4 separate regions of the Mus musculus genome follow, and regions 1, 2 and 4 are each linked to region 3. Evidence: chromatin contacts called from public ChIA-PET, HiChIP or PLAC-seq and Micro-C data. All regions are on one chromosome and are shown on one strand. Each heading gives the region's core, a stretch centred on a gene start, on an enhancer-like site or on the middle of the called end of the contact. The rest is flanking DNA. Distances are from core to core; before and after follow the strand shown.

Region 1 (2,700 bases), core at 16-2,515, 200 kb after region 3:
CAACCGCCCATGATGAGATCTGATGCCCTCTTCTGGTGCGTCTGAAGACAGCTACAGTGTACTTACATATAATAATAAATAAATAAGTCTTTAAAAAAAAAATAGGTGCTCAGAAGCAAAAACTGAGTGGCATGGCACATGGTGTGGCCTTGCAGAAGTGGAATCGTTTGTATGTGTCTGTCTGTCTGTCAATGTCCCTCATGGCGGGCTGTAAAATAAAAGAATTATGCTTAGCATCATCTAGCTCCAATTGAAAATGATGATTTATTTATCAGGCTCTGCGCAATTACTGGGGGATTACCCCTAATCTAATCCTCTAACCCTAGACTGGGTGCTTCCCCAGCTGTGGACCCCAAGCTGTTTGAATCTTTCTGAGTTATTTTCCTCCAGCAGGCTGCTGTTCTGGGGAGGCATTTCACTCCGTCCATCATGGCTAGTGGAGAGCTACTGTTCTCTCTGTCTTTTCTTCCTCCTCAGCTCCCTCCCCCTCCCCCTCATGGTCCCTACCTTCAAACCCCTCCACCTGGAAACTCGAAACTCCACCTCTCTCTATTCTCCCCAGTAATTGGTTGTAGACATTTTTATTTAACCAACGGTTTTAAATTGGGGAGTAGGGTTTGCACAACGAAGGCTGGGAATTTGCCCCTCTTGGGACAACCATATCTTGGGATACAGAATTTAGCATTTGAATATATAACAGCATCAGACCCACCCCCAACAGTGGGCACAACCTAATCTGAAAAGAAGTCTAGCTGCTTGGGTCATGGCTGTTTCTTTATTTCGGGGACCTACTTAGCCACTGTCTGACTTTCACTCCCTAGGACTGGGCTCAGGAACAAACAGTTTAAGCGTATGAAACTGATTGCCGAATTTAGCTTAAAGACTTTTAATTTTAGCTTTTCACTTCTGTCTTTTTTTGGGGGTGGGGGTGGGGGAGGTTGTTCTTTATAACTTTCCACGGGTTATTTTTAGCACCTAAACACTTCCTGTCCATTGTAAGAATGACACCGTCCTGGGGAGCCCAGGAAGCAAAACCAAGCGGTGGCCCTCACTGTTCTGGGTGGTTTGCTATACACGTTTCCGTGGCCGCTTCTGTCAATGTGGCTTTGGGTTTTGTTTTGTTTTTTTAACTGTGGAGATGTTTGTTAAGACATACAAAAGTAAAGTGGGTAGCATACCGAACCTTTACACCATGGAGCCAGGGAGATAGGTGGTTCAACACGCACACACAGAGGCCCAGTGTCCAAGGCTTAACACTCATGTTAGCTCCCACATGGTGGAAGAGAGAGCCAGTTCCCAAAATTCTTCTGAGCTCCACCTACCCGATGAAGTGCGTACACGCTCTCTCAAACACACAACCAAATAAATACAATGTAATATAATTTTTATAACCTTATATTTGTATGTCTCATTTCTAACTCTTCCCTGTTTCTCCCCCCCCCCCTTTGGGGCTAATTCTCAATAGGACATTTCACTCAGATATGTCAGTACACATGTCTACAAGTCAACTGATAGTTATTTTAAAATTTTTATTACATTTAGTTATCAGTGCTGTATGTGTGTGCAAGCATGCACACATGGAGATCAGAGGACAGTTTGCAGGAGCCTGTGTGCTCCTTCTACTGAGTTGGTAGGACTTCAGCCCGCATCCTGCCCTGTGACAGCTTGACAGGATGGCAAAGGTTATATGGATTATTTTTAGAATCTGATGTATTGGTACCTCATTCATCATAAATGCATGTTTCAGGCCAGTGAGATGTCTCAGAGACTAAAGGTTCCTGCCACCAGCCCTAATAGCCTGAGATCATCTTGGAACCCAGATAGCTGAAGGAGAGAAACCAGCTCACAAGTTTTCCATTGACCTACACATGCACAGTGTGGCTCATGTGAACCTGCACACATGTGCACAAGCTTATACATGCAAAGTACATAGAATTTAAAAATGTTGTCCAAACTCAGGATGGTGTTCTGTTGCCTAGGATACACAAAGTACCCAGGTTCACCCGCTAATACCATGTAAGTCAGGCGTGGTTACACACACCTGTAACCCATCTGTTGGTGGGTTGGCCTGATGCTGCTTATATTCTGATGCTAATTTGAGCCCCCAAAACTGGTTATCCAGAGACAGAGAGTCCCCATGTAGATGCTAGCTGCACCCTTCCCCCAGTTAATTGTGATTGGTGAATAAATATGACAACAGACAATAGCTGGGCAGAAGAGACATGGGTCCTCACGGGCTTGGGTCCTTCCTGTTGACTTCTCGGCCCACATTATTAACCACACAGTGCTCTTTGTTTGTGGAAGAACTTAACACAGATGGTCTTAGACGTTTAATTATTCTCCTCCATCTGTGTTAGAACTGCCTTCACTGGAACAAAAATTTGTGTAAGATAAATACTAAAATAAGTACTTGCTCATAAAAACCGTATCTCCATCATGGGCTTCCAGGGTTGCCCGTAGCAAGTTCTGTCAAAATAAAGTTATGAAATTGATTGTAATTCTTTGGGAGATAGTATACATTGTACATAGAAATACAAAAAATAAGGGTAGATTTCTGAGACAAGGTCTTACGTGACCCAGGCTGGCATGAATCTCAGTGTAGACCACTCATGGCTTGAATCTCCTTATCTTTCTCCTTGGTATTGGGAGCACAGACATGTGCCACCATGCCTGGCTTGGAGAATCTTTGAGGCTAAGATA
Region 2 (2,700 bases), core at 152-2,651, 230 kb before region 3:
GAGTGTCTCATCTCAGAGACTATCTGTATTGATATCAGAGAGGGGTAATGGTAAGAAATGACACTGTCTGGCCTGCCCTGTCACCTCTCTCACAGTGCTGGTGGCAGCAAAGAAGCTTAATCAATGCAACAGAAGTGACATTTTGCAGTCAAATTAAATTAGATGGAAAGGAAAAGGAAAATCTGAGGTCCATCCTAAAGGCTGGTCCTCTTACCAGCCAGGTCATCTCCATGGTAACTAACCCTCTCTGCAGAAAGCATGTCCAGTGGACGACACTGGTATCCGCCGCCACATCCGGTGGCTTCCCGAAAGCTTACACTATAAGTAACAAAGGAAGCTTCCCCCAACCCATCAGCAGAATGACAGGGAATCTGACCACCAGCCAGCCACAGAGAGATAGTCAACTTCTGACACTGTGGGCCTAACAAATGGGCAAGTGTAGGGCAGACCCAGCTAAGGGGGTGGTGTTCAAACTGCCATCTTCTCAGAATTGCTTTTACTTGGGCTATAAACCTTCCTGGACCCTGTAAGACTACCTTTGCACTCTGAGGGACAATCTGTCTAATATTAGAACTGTCATTTGTGAGTTCTCCTCCACTCCGGTGCTGCCTCTGAGGTGACTTCCCATCCTTGTGAGGTGTGTGACAAGCCAGGAACATTAATGGATGTAAGGGTGAGTCCTCACTGGCAAAAGCGAGACAGCAGCAGCTGAAAGTTCTTCTGGGGGAGTTTCCTCCACACACATTCTGGAAGTCTGGCATCTACCTGGTAAAATGCAGCTAGCCCAAACCCTCACTCTTATATTTAGTGTCCTCTACTAAGTGACCAGACAACTACAGAAAGAAAAGGGGAAATATTACCTTTTTAGAGAACAATTGGTTACATGGCTGACATGCCCCAAGCCGATCTGTAAGGCCATAAAAAATGGCCCAGAGGGTTTTTTCATCAAATACACTAATTTTGGATTTTGCCACCATAGCCGCCAACGTGAAAAGATAGAACCCACAATATAAGATATGAAACATACCAGCCCATGTCTATCTTACTCAAGAGAGCTGGGAAGAAAATGGTTTGGTGTGAGGTGGGTTTCCACCGGTGGCTATGAAGCCGTGAGTCATGATATTCCACCCCTGATAGAACAGCAATAGGCATGAGTCAACTGGCATCGGGAAAGAATGGCTCCTCTTGGTGGGTGACACGTTCATATTGTCATGCCAGCAACTGTGCTTGACTGGGGTTACACCACAAGCTCTCGTCTCCTTTTCTGCAGCACTAACTTGATTTGGCTTGGGTGCCTTGTGCTACTATAATGTCATAGGGGCTGGAGTATGACCTCATAGGGGCTGGGGTATGACGTCAGCAGGGGCTGGGGAGGGGCTCAGTGAGTAAGGAGCTCATTTTGTAAGCAGAGGTTCAGAGTCTCTTCCCCAGAGCCCGTGCTAAGAAGACAAGCAGCACGTGTGATGCTGTGTGCTGTGAAGCCAGCACAGGCATGGCAGGCAGTTGGCTGGTCAGGGGCTTCTGCAGGGAGAGGCGATTGTTGCCAAACTGGACAACACAAGCTCACTTTCCAGGGCCTGTGTGATCGAAGGAGGTGACTGACATGTGCAAACTTCCTCTAACTCTGTAAGTACATTCTGACATGTGCATGCCCATACACATACACTGACATGTGCATTCACACACACACACACAGAGCACACATTAGAACAAAGATAGCTGTAAGCTCTCTATAATTAAGGGCGAGAGACACACTCAGCAGGAGAAGAATTTGCTCCTCTTGGAGAAGACTCGGCTTTGGTCGCCAGCACCCTCATGGCAGGTAACAACGGCTTGTAATTCTAGTTTTAGGGAATCTGATGTTCTCTTTGGCCCGCTCTACAGAGAGGTTGCTGCACATGCATGGTGCACATAAACTTATGAATATAATGAAAATACATAATAAATCAATCAATCATGGGGGTCTGTTTTAAAATGTGTTTAAATTTTGTTTGAAATTCCTTCCCAATTTTTTTGCTTTCCAATCTTACCACAGCATTGTCTATTTAAAGCCATATTTGAGCCAGGTATGGTGGCTCACATCTATGATACAAGCACTCAGGGACCAAGTTTAGGGCCACCCTGGGCCACATTGTAAGCTCCAGATCAGCCTAGTCTATGGGACAAGGCTGTTTCAATAAAATAATAATAATAAGATGATGATGATGGTGGTGGTGGTCGTGGTGATGATGATAAAGCTGTGTTTCTTTTCCTTTGAAAATGTATGCCTGTCTTTTATCCACAGAAACATGGAAGTAGGTTACAAACCAGAAGTGTCTGGCTAGGTCTCCACTCTAAGACACCACACTCACCATTGACAGCGCGTGGCTGGATTTAAACACACACAGACAGGAAGGGCTGCAGCCGAGGTTCAGAATTCACCACCACCAAGGAGACAGTGAGGAGCCTTAGAAGTCACTGTGTCATATTTACTTTGGAAATTGCCATTATAACTGAAATTCAGTTTGACAGCCTGGTTTTAAACTTCTAAACGCTTAGAGATTTTATCTACCTAATAAACTTGTGGCTTTATAAACCCACAAGGCTCCCATGATAGCATCTTATTTGAAAAAGGTGTGAGCCTGCCAGGTGTAAGGGAGCATTTGTGATCTCCGGATTGGTGAACCGCAAAGTGCCGATCTATTTTCAGAGATTACAGGG
Region 3 (2,700 bases), core at 71-2,570:
TTTAGTTTGGAAACCATTAAATATAATCATCTGTGTATGTGTGTGTGTGTGTGTGTGTGTGTGTGTGTGTGTGTCCATGTAAGAAAGTGAGGGAGACTTAGAGGTGGAAAAATAACACATTCCAGCCCATAATATGCTGCCGCCCTCTGTGTCCCACAATCCATGAAGATGCAGTGAGACGCCATAGGTCAATCAAAGCCAGGAAGGCTGAAATGTGTGCTAAAGTGTAGGGATTAAAATATTATGCCTGACACTGTATAATGCATGGTGGGAGAAAAAAAATTTTCGTGAGTATAAATTAGCTTTACTGTTGAGTGTAAAAGTCTTCCTTTTGGTTATTTATGAAGCTTCATCTTGAAGATTGCCTTCCCTGCGTAACAAGCAAATCAGAATTTGTCATGTGCAAATCTTGTAAAGATTGCAAGGCCGGTGCATAATTAGCCTCAGAAAAGTGTGACCAAACTGAGTGAGAAATAAAAACACTATGTAAAGGCAGGCAGGCCAGGGGAGGTTGGGGCGTGTTTGGGGCGTGGTCAGTCGTGGTGGGCCTTGATCAGGGTGTGGTCGGGCCTTGGGCGGGGTGTGGTTGGAGTGTGGTCGGCCCTGGAAACTTTCACTCTAGGTTTTCCTGACTTGGTGATATATGTTCAAAGTCTGGAGAGAAAGTAAAATTATGTAACAAGTGTTTCTCTTCTGCTGTTCAAACGGCTGCTATTGTTCCTAGATCAAAGACTTTGGTGATGAAGTGCTTACAGGGCTCTGAGTAGGAAGAAATATTTAAATAGGGAAGAACAGAGAGCGCAAGCTGGCAGAAGAAGGAAATAAGGGGTGGGGAGGAAGGGCTGGCGCGGTGATCTGCCAACGGTGAGTGCCTAAGACCCTCAGACTGGAGCATGCCTAAGCTTCCCCGCTGACAACCTCACTCAAGCTCCGGTTGTATTTCTGCTCTAAAAATCAGAGGCGAGCTCCCCCCACCCCACCCCCTGGTGCCACACATGTGCCCTTCTGCCTAATCCAGTGTGTAATGTTCTGAAGTCATGTTTGAGTTTCCTGTAAGGCACACACCGCCCTTCTTCACCAAAGAAAGACTTGTTTCGAGGTCAGATGTTTCTCACCAAGACACGGAGAAAATCCCCAGCTAATTGCTGTTGTTCAAACCCTCTTCCATCTCCTGCCTCCAGGGATGGAAGCCCGGTGCCCCCGGGGACCATTACATAGCAGTCTGTCAGGCCTTCGCGCCTGCGCAGCCTGCTGAGCTCATCCTCTGGCAGGGTGGAGTGCAGGCCAACGCTGGGTGTGAAAGCTTTGAGGGGGAAAACCCAGGAAGTGGTCGGATGACTCCGTGCTGGTACTTTGTTGAGTCAGACCTGGGATGGTTTCAGTGTGCAGAGTAGACACCAAGCTGCCAAAGAGATGTCCATCCTCTCTCTTGTCCCTTGGGTGTTCCTCAGACCTCGGGACCTCTTCCCTCACTTTGATTGCGGAGTCAGTGCCTTCAAGCCCACTGTTCTGTCCCAGCCCAGGTACCTGACAAAGCAGCTGCAGGGCTGCTAACAATACACTCGTTGTGTCTGTAGAGTGAGAGCCAACACAGAGCGTGTCCGGAATCTGATTCTTAGTTGTACAGAGCCTCCTGCAGCCTGTATTCTCTTTAAAATGCTTTAGCTGTTCCTGAATGTCTTCTGGACCAGTTCTTATCACTCTGGCAAACAGGCTACTTAAAAGGAGGAATGGCTCTTTGGGGCTCATGGTTTGAAAGGGTACAGAGGGAAAGGCGAGGAATTCACTGCTGGGGGAGCAGAGGGTACGGCTGAGAGTCTTCACCTCTCCACACACCAGCAGGCAGGAAGTGGGGTCAGGTCACAAACCTCGAGGTCCGCCCCAAAAGCAACCCACTTCCTCCAGAGAAGCTTCGTCTCCTGAAGGCTCCGTATCTCCCCCCACAGGACCACCAGCTGGGAACGGGTGTTCAGATGCCCGGGCCTGGGGGCACAGTCACATCCAAAGCATACATAACGCACTCCTTAATCAAGTCATTGTCTGCACTCTGAGAAGCACTGTCGAGCAAATGTCTTGTCACTTAATCTTGTCACTTGGACAGAGTGGTTGCAGCATAAATTCATATGGAGAAGACATCTGATAGAGTTTAAGTCCTGCACAAAGCAAATTAAGGATTTCTGGGAACTGAGTAGGCAATAAGGTAGAAGGGAACAGGGGGAGGGGGTGGAAATGAACATCCGTGCTCTACCCATGCATCCAAACAGACATTGCTTTAAAAAAACAAAAAGTCAATTTCCATGTATCCGTGCCCTTTATAACCTTCCTAGGGAAGGTTGTAGGACTTTCTGTGGTCTTTCTATACTGTAAATATGAGCGTGATAATGCTTTTCAAACATTTCTACTCCAAAAAAAAAAATTCTTTTAATGAAAAGCTACAGCCCAGAAGTCAAAGGGTCCACACCCACCCTCCCATGCTGTTCATGTCTGTGGGTTCCAGTAATTATCCTTAAAAATTCCCTGAGAGCAATTTCTTAGATTAATGACCTTCAGGGAGGCTGACACCTTCAGAAGTTAGCAAAAGTTCCCCCTCATTAGAGAATGTGCAGGTGGAATTAAGTTTAAAGAGATGGGGAGACTGTGCTGCCTTAGCTCGGAAGATCCTCTGTGGAAGAGGGATGGATGCAGGAGGGTCAGAACACA
Region 4 (2,700 bases), core at 18-2,517, 210 kb before region 3:
CCCTTTTTCTGTCTACCAACAGCAAGAGGGCCTTTTCGGCCGCTAGCATTCAGATGTGTCGCCATGCTCGGCTCTCTGCTACCCTCTGACGTAACCACTACATCACATCCACACGAAGGCACTAGATGCCTCATGAGACATGCAGGTTTTTTGATTATAGGTTCTTGCCATTGCTTGTTGTTTGAAACAAAGTCTCCTATAGCCCAGCCTGGTCACTGTGTTATTATTTAGTTGAAGCTGGACTTGAACATCTGATTCTTCTGCCTCCACCTCTAAGTTCTGGGACTGCAAGCATGCACCACCATGCCTCACCATAATTATGTTTTGAAATACAGTATTTTAATAGGTTAACTGGTAGCCCGTATACCTTTCATCAGATAATGCAAAACTCAAGACCCCCCACCCCTGTGCAGACTCAGTAGCCTGGCTAAGCACTATCAGATGTGAGTCACCAACAAATCGAGTCATTGATTTAACACCAGTGGATGCATTTGGAAAATAGCTGTTTCCAGCAACCGACCACACTAGTCTTAGCAGTTACAATAGAAAGCCTTTCTTAGACCAGTGTTTCTCAACCTGTGGGCCATGACCCTTTGAGGGCTAAATGACCCTTCACTGGAGTCCCATATCAGATATCTTGCATACCAGATATTTATTTATATTACAATTCACAACAGTAGCAAAATTACAGTTATGAAGGAGCAACAAAATAATTTTACAATTGGGAGGTCACCACAATGTGGGGAACTGTGTTAAAGGGTCACAGCATTAGGAAGGTTGAGAATCACTGCTTTAGACTGAGCCCACATGGCCCCTACCATGAGCACATGGGAGAAACTCTAGTCTACTGATGTGAGCAGATCTCTTGCCTCCAAGAGCCATCTTGACCTTGGAGCCCCTCTGTTCCTGTATCTTCCTCAAGCCATTTTGCTTGCTAGTCCCTGTAATTCCTTTAAGGCACAACACAGCACTAGTTAGAAATAAGGCATCTTGCATACACTACTGGTGTAGGTAAATCTGGGGACCCCTCCAACAGAGTTCATAATTCAGTGGTATTCGCTCATGCTGACTCTTCTGGAGCCTCAGAGACCCTTCCCTAATAAACATGTGTTTGCTAATTTTTCTTTCTAGAGAGAGACTTTCTGTTGACCTTAACAGCAGTGGCCTGTCAAGCCATCCCAATGAGATGAATTTGAACTCTGATGCTGTCAGTTACTCATTGCTAACTCACTCCAACCTGGCAAGCTCTTCAAATGTAACCGTCATCTTCCAGCAAGGGGCTCACCCAGTAAGTGGGGATGTATCACAGCCAAAGGCACAACGCTCTGGCAAGATCCTCGAAGTTTCCATTTCTACTGTCAATCTAATCCATGTCACCAGATTTCTTTGGCTTTAATGTCATGGCTTTCAGTATCATTGACCCAAAAGCTTGCTAATATCTAAAATCAGCGTATCGAATGTATCCATCTCATCATCCAGAAATGTTTAAACAAATGAGAGGGGTGTGTGACTTGAAGATAGCTGGTATGAAAGCAGAAGTGGGAACGATCTGAGGGATGAGAGGAAGTGGGCAGAGGAGAAATGGGAGGGTTGTGACTCATGTATATGCAAATGCCATCATGAAACCCATTGTGTGTATGCTGACTAAAAGATCAACTTACAGCATGTTTTAATATGAAAAATAAAAGGAATGGGGGTTGAAAGACAGCTCAGCAGATGAGATGGATGAGTTTGATCCACAGGATCCCACACGTGGAAGGAGAGAACTGACTCCGGCAAGTGGTCCTTTGGCCTCCACACGCGCACCATGACATGCCTCCCACATACATAGCTATCATATAATATAGAGTATTTTTAAAAGAACAGGAAGGAAGTAAATAATAAAGCACATGTTTCATTTAAAATGAAAAAACAAACCTAGCTGCCTATATATCACCCAGATAAAAACATTAAACAAACTTTTAATTTCACTAGATGAAAAGCGCTCACTTAAAAAAATAATAGCCATGCTAGCAACCAGCATCCTAGCAGTAGGGAAAGCCCATGAATTGCTTTAAAATATTGTAGCTTTCCAAATCATACAGAAAGAAATCCAAAGGGAAAGTCTTGTCTCACCAACTGGCAAACTGTGGAAAGCTGCTCTTCGCCCCCACGACACTCACTCCAGCCACCACCGAGTCCATGAACGTATACTGAGACGCCGTTATTATTGCAGCTCACGGGTAGGTGTGCTGCAATGGTATGTTCCTACCAGTAGACTGCATGCTGCCTTTCAGTACTCTGAGAACGAGCCAGTAGGGACGAAACTCCTTGGTCTGTAAGAACTCAAGGCCTTACCTAATGTGACCTATGTCTATGGTGTCTTCAGCATCAGGGTCTCATATTACCTTCTGGTGGCTAACCAAGAGCATCAGCAATAGCCTATATCTGGGGACACCTTTGACCAACAACCTGAGGGGAGGCATCCCATACCTACATTGGAGTGGGCAGCCCACACCCAGAAGTCCAAATTGGAGTCAATGAGTTTTGCTTCTTCTTCTTCTTCTTTTTTTAAAGGATACCTAGTTGGGAGGCGTGTGGAAATGGGGTGGATCTGAAAGGGGTTGAAGAGAGGAGATGGAGGGGTAGGATAGGATGAAAATACATTGTGTTTGGAGCTGTGACGAAAGGATGGACCATCTAGAGACTGCCAGATCCGGG

What was found. Hi-C and Micro-C count contacts between places; a contact is called where the count stands out from the background. ChIA-PET counts read pairs in DNA pulled down with a chosen protein or histone mark. HiChIP or PLAC-seq counts read pairs in DNA pulled down with a chosen protein or histone mark.
Region 1: an RNA polymerase II ChIA-PET map of effector CD8 T cells shows a contact between it and region 3, with 16 read pairs. The contact joins two enhancer-like sites. A contact is called at or near these places in 2 of 484 Hi-C or Micro-C datasets (Th1 cells and natural killer cells), 1 of 115 datasets of contacts at active chromatin or transcription factors (effector CD8 T cells) and 1 of 9 other capture datasets (adipose tissue).
Region 2: a contact with region 3 is called in a BATF HiChIP or PLAC-seq map of CD8 T cells, with 30 read pairs. The contact joins the promoter of Sox5os3 here to the enhancer-like site in region 3. A contact is called at or near these places in 2 of 15 datasets of contacts at CTCF or cohesin (CD8 T cells and large pre-B cells), 15 of 484 Hi-C or Micro-C datasets (B cells, CD4 T cells, CD8 T cells and 8 more), 6 of 115 datasets of contacts at active chromatin or transcription factors (CD8 T cells, DN3 thymocytes, effector CD8 T cells and 2 more) and 2 of 9 other capture datasets (bone marrow-derived macrophages and embryonic stem cells).
Region 4: a contact with region 3 is called in a Micro-C map of B cells, with 2.3 times the contacts expected there. The contact joins two enhancer-like sites. A contact is called at or near these places in 1 of 15 datasets of contacts at CTCF or cohesin (CD8 T cells), 8 of 484 Hi-C or Micro-C datasets (B cells, the CH12 cell line, Th1 cells and 3 more), 1 of 115 datasets of contacts at active chromatin or transcription factors (CD8 T cells) and 2 of 9 other capture datasets (bone marrow-derived macrophages and embryonic stem cells).

What each region holds. Positions count from the first base shown.
Region 1 is chr6:145,100,141-145,102,840 of GRCm38.p6, forward strand. No RefSeq gene overlaps it. Among named protein-coding and RNA genes, the nearest start is that of Lrmp, 20 kb to the right of the region's middle. Within about 2 kb of position 1,266, at least 64 of the 459 cell types and tissues checked have an H3K27ac peak or open chromatin away from gene starts, as enhancers often do. A contact at or near this core is called in Th1 cells and effector CD8 T cells, where this site is marked.
Region 2 is chr6:144,671,467-144,674,166 of GRCm38.p6, forward strand. It overlaps Sox5os3 (SRY (sex determining region Y)-box 5, opposite strand 3), which reads left to right and starts at 1,402. Exons shown (of 3, transcript NR_040519.1): 1 at 1,402-1,626. It also overlaps a transcript of Sox5 not described here.
Region 3 is chr6:144,901,486-144,904,185 of GRCm38.p6, forward strand. No RefSeq gene overlaps it. Among named protein-coding and RNA genes, the nearest start is that of Gm32124, 5.1 kb to the left of the region's middle. Within about 2 kb of position 1,321, at least 178 of the 459 cell types and tissues checked have an H3K27ac peak or open chromatin away from gene starts, as enhancers often do. A contact at or near this core is called in B cells, CD8 T cells, the CH12 cell line and 11 more, where this site is marked.
Region 4 is chr6:144,692,129-144,694,828 of GRCm38.p6, forward strand. It overlaps Sox5os3 (SRY (sex determining region Y)-box 5, opposite strand 3), which reads left to right. Exons shown (of 3, transcript NR_040519.1): 3 at 1,132-1,704. It also overlaps a transcript of Sox5 not described here. Among named protein-coding and RNA genes, the nearest start is that of Sox5os3, 21 kb to the left of the region's middle. Within about 2 kb of position 1,268, at least 47 of the 459 cell types and tissues checked have an H3K27ac peak or open chromatin away from gene starts, as enhancers often do. A contact at or near this core is called in B cells, the CH12 cell line and bone marrow-derived macrophages, where this site is marked.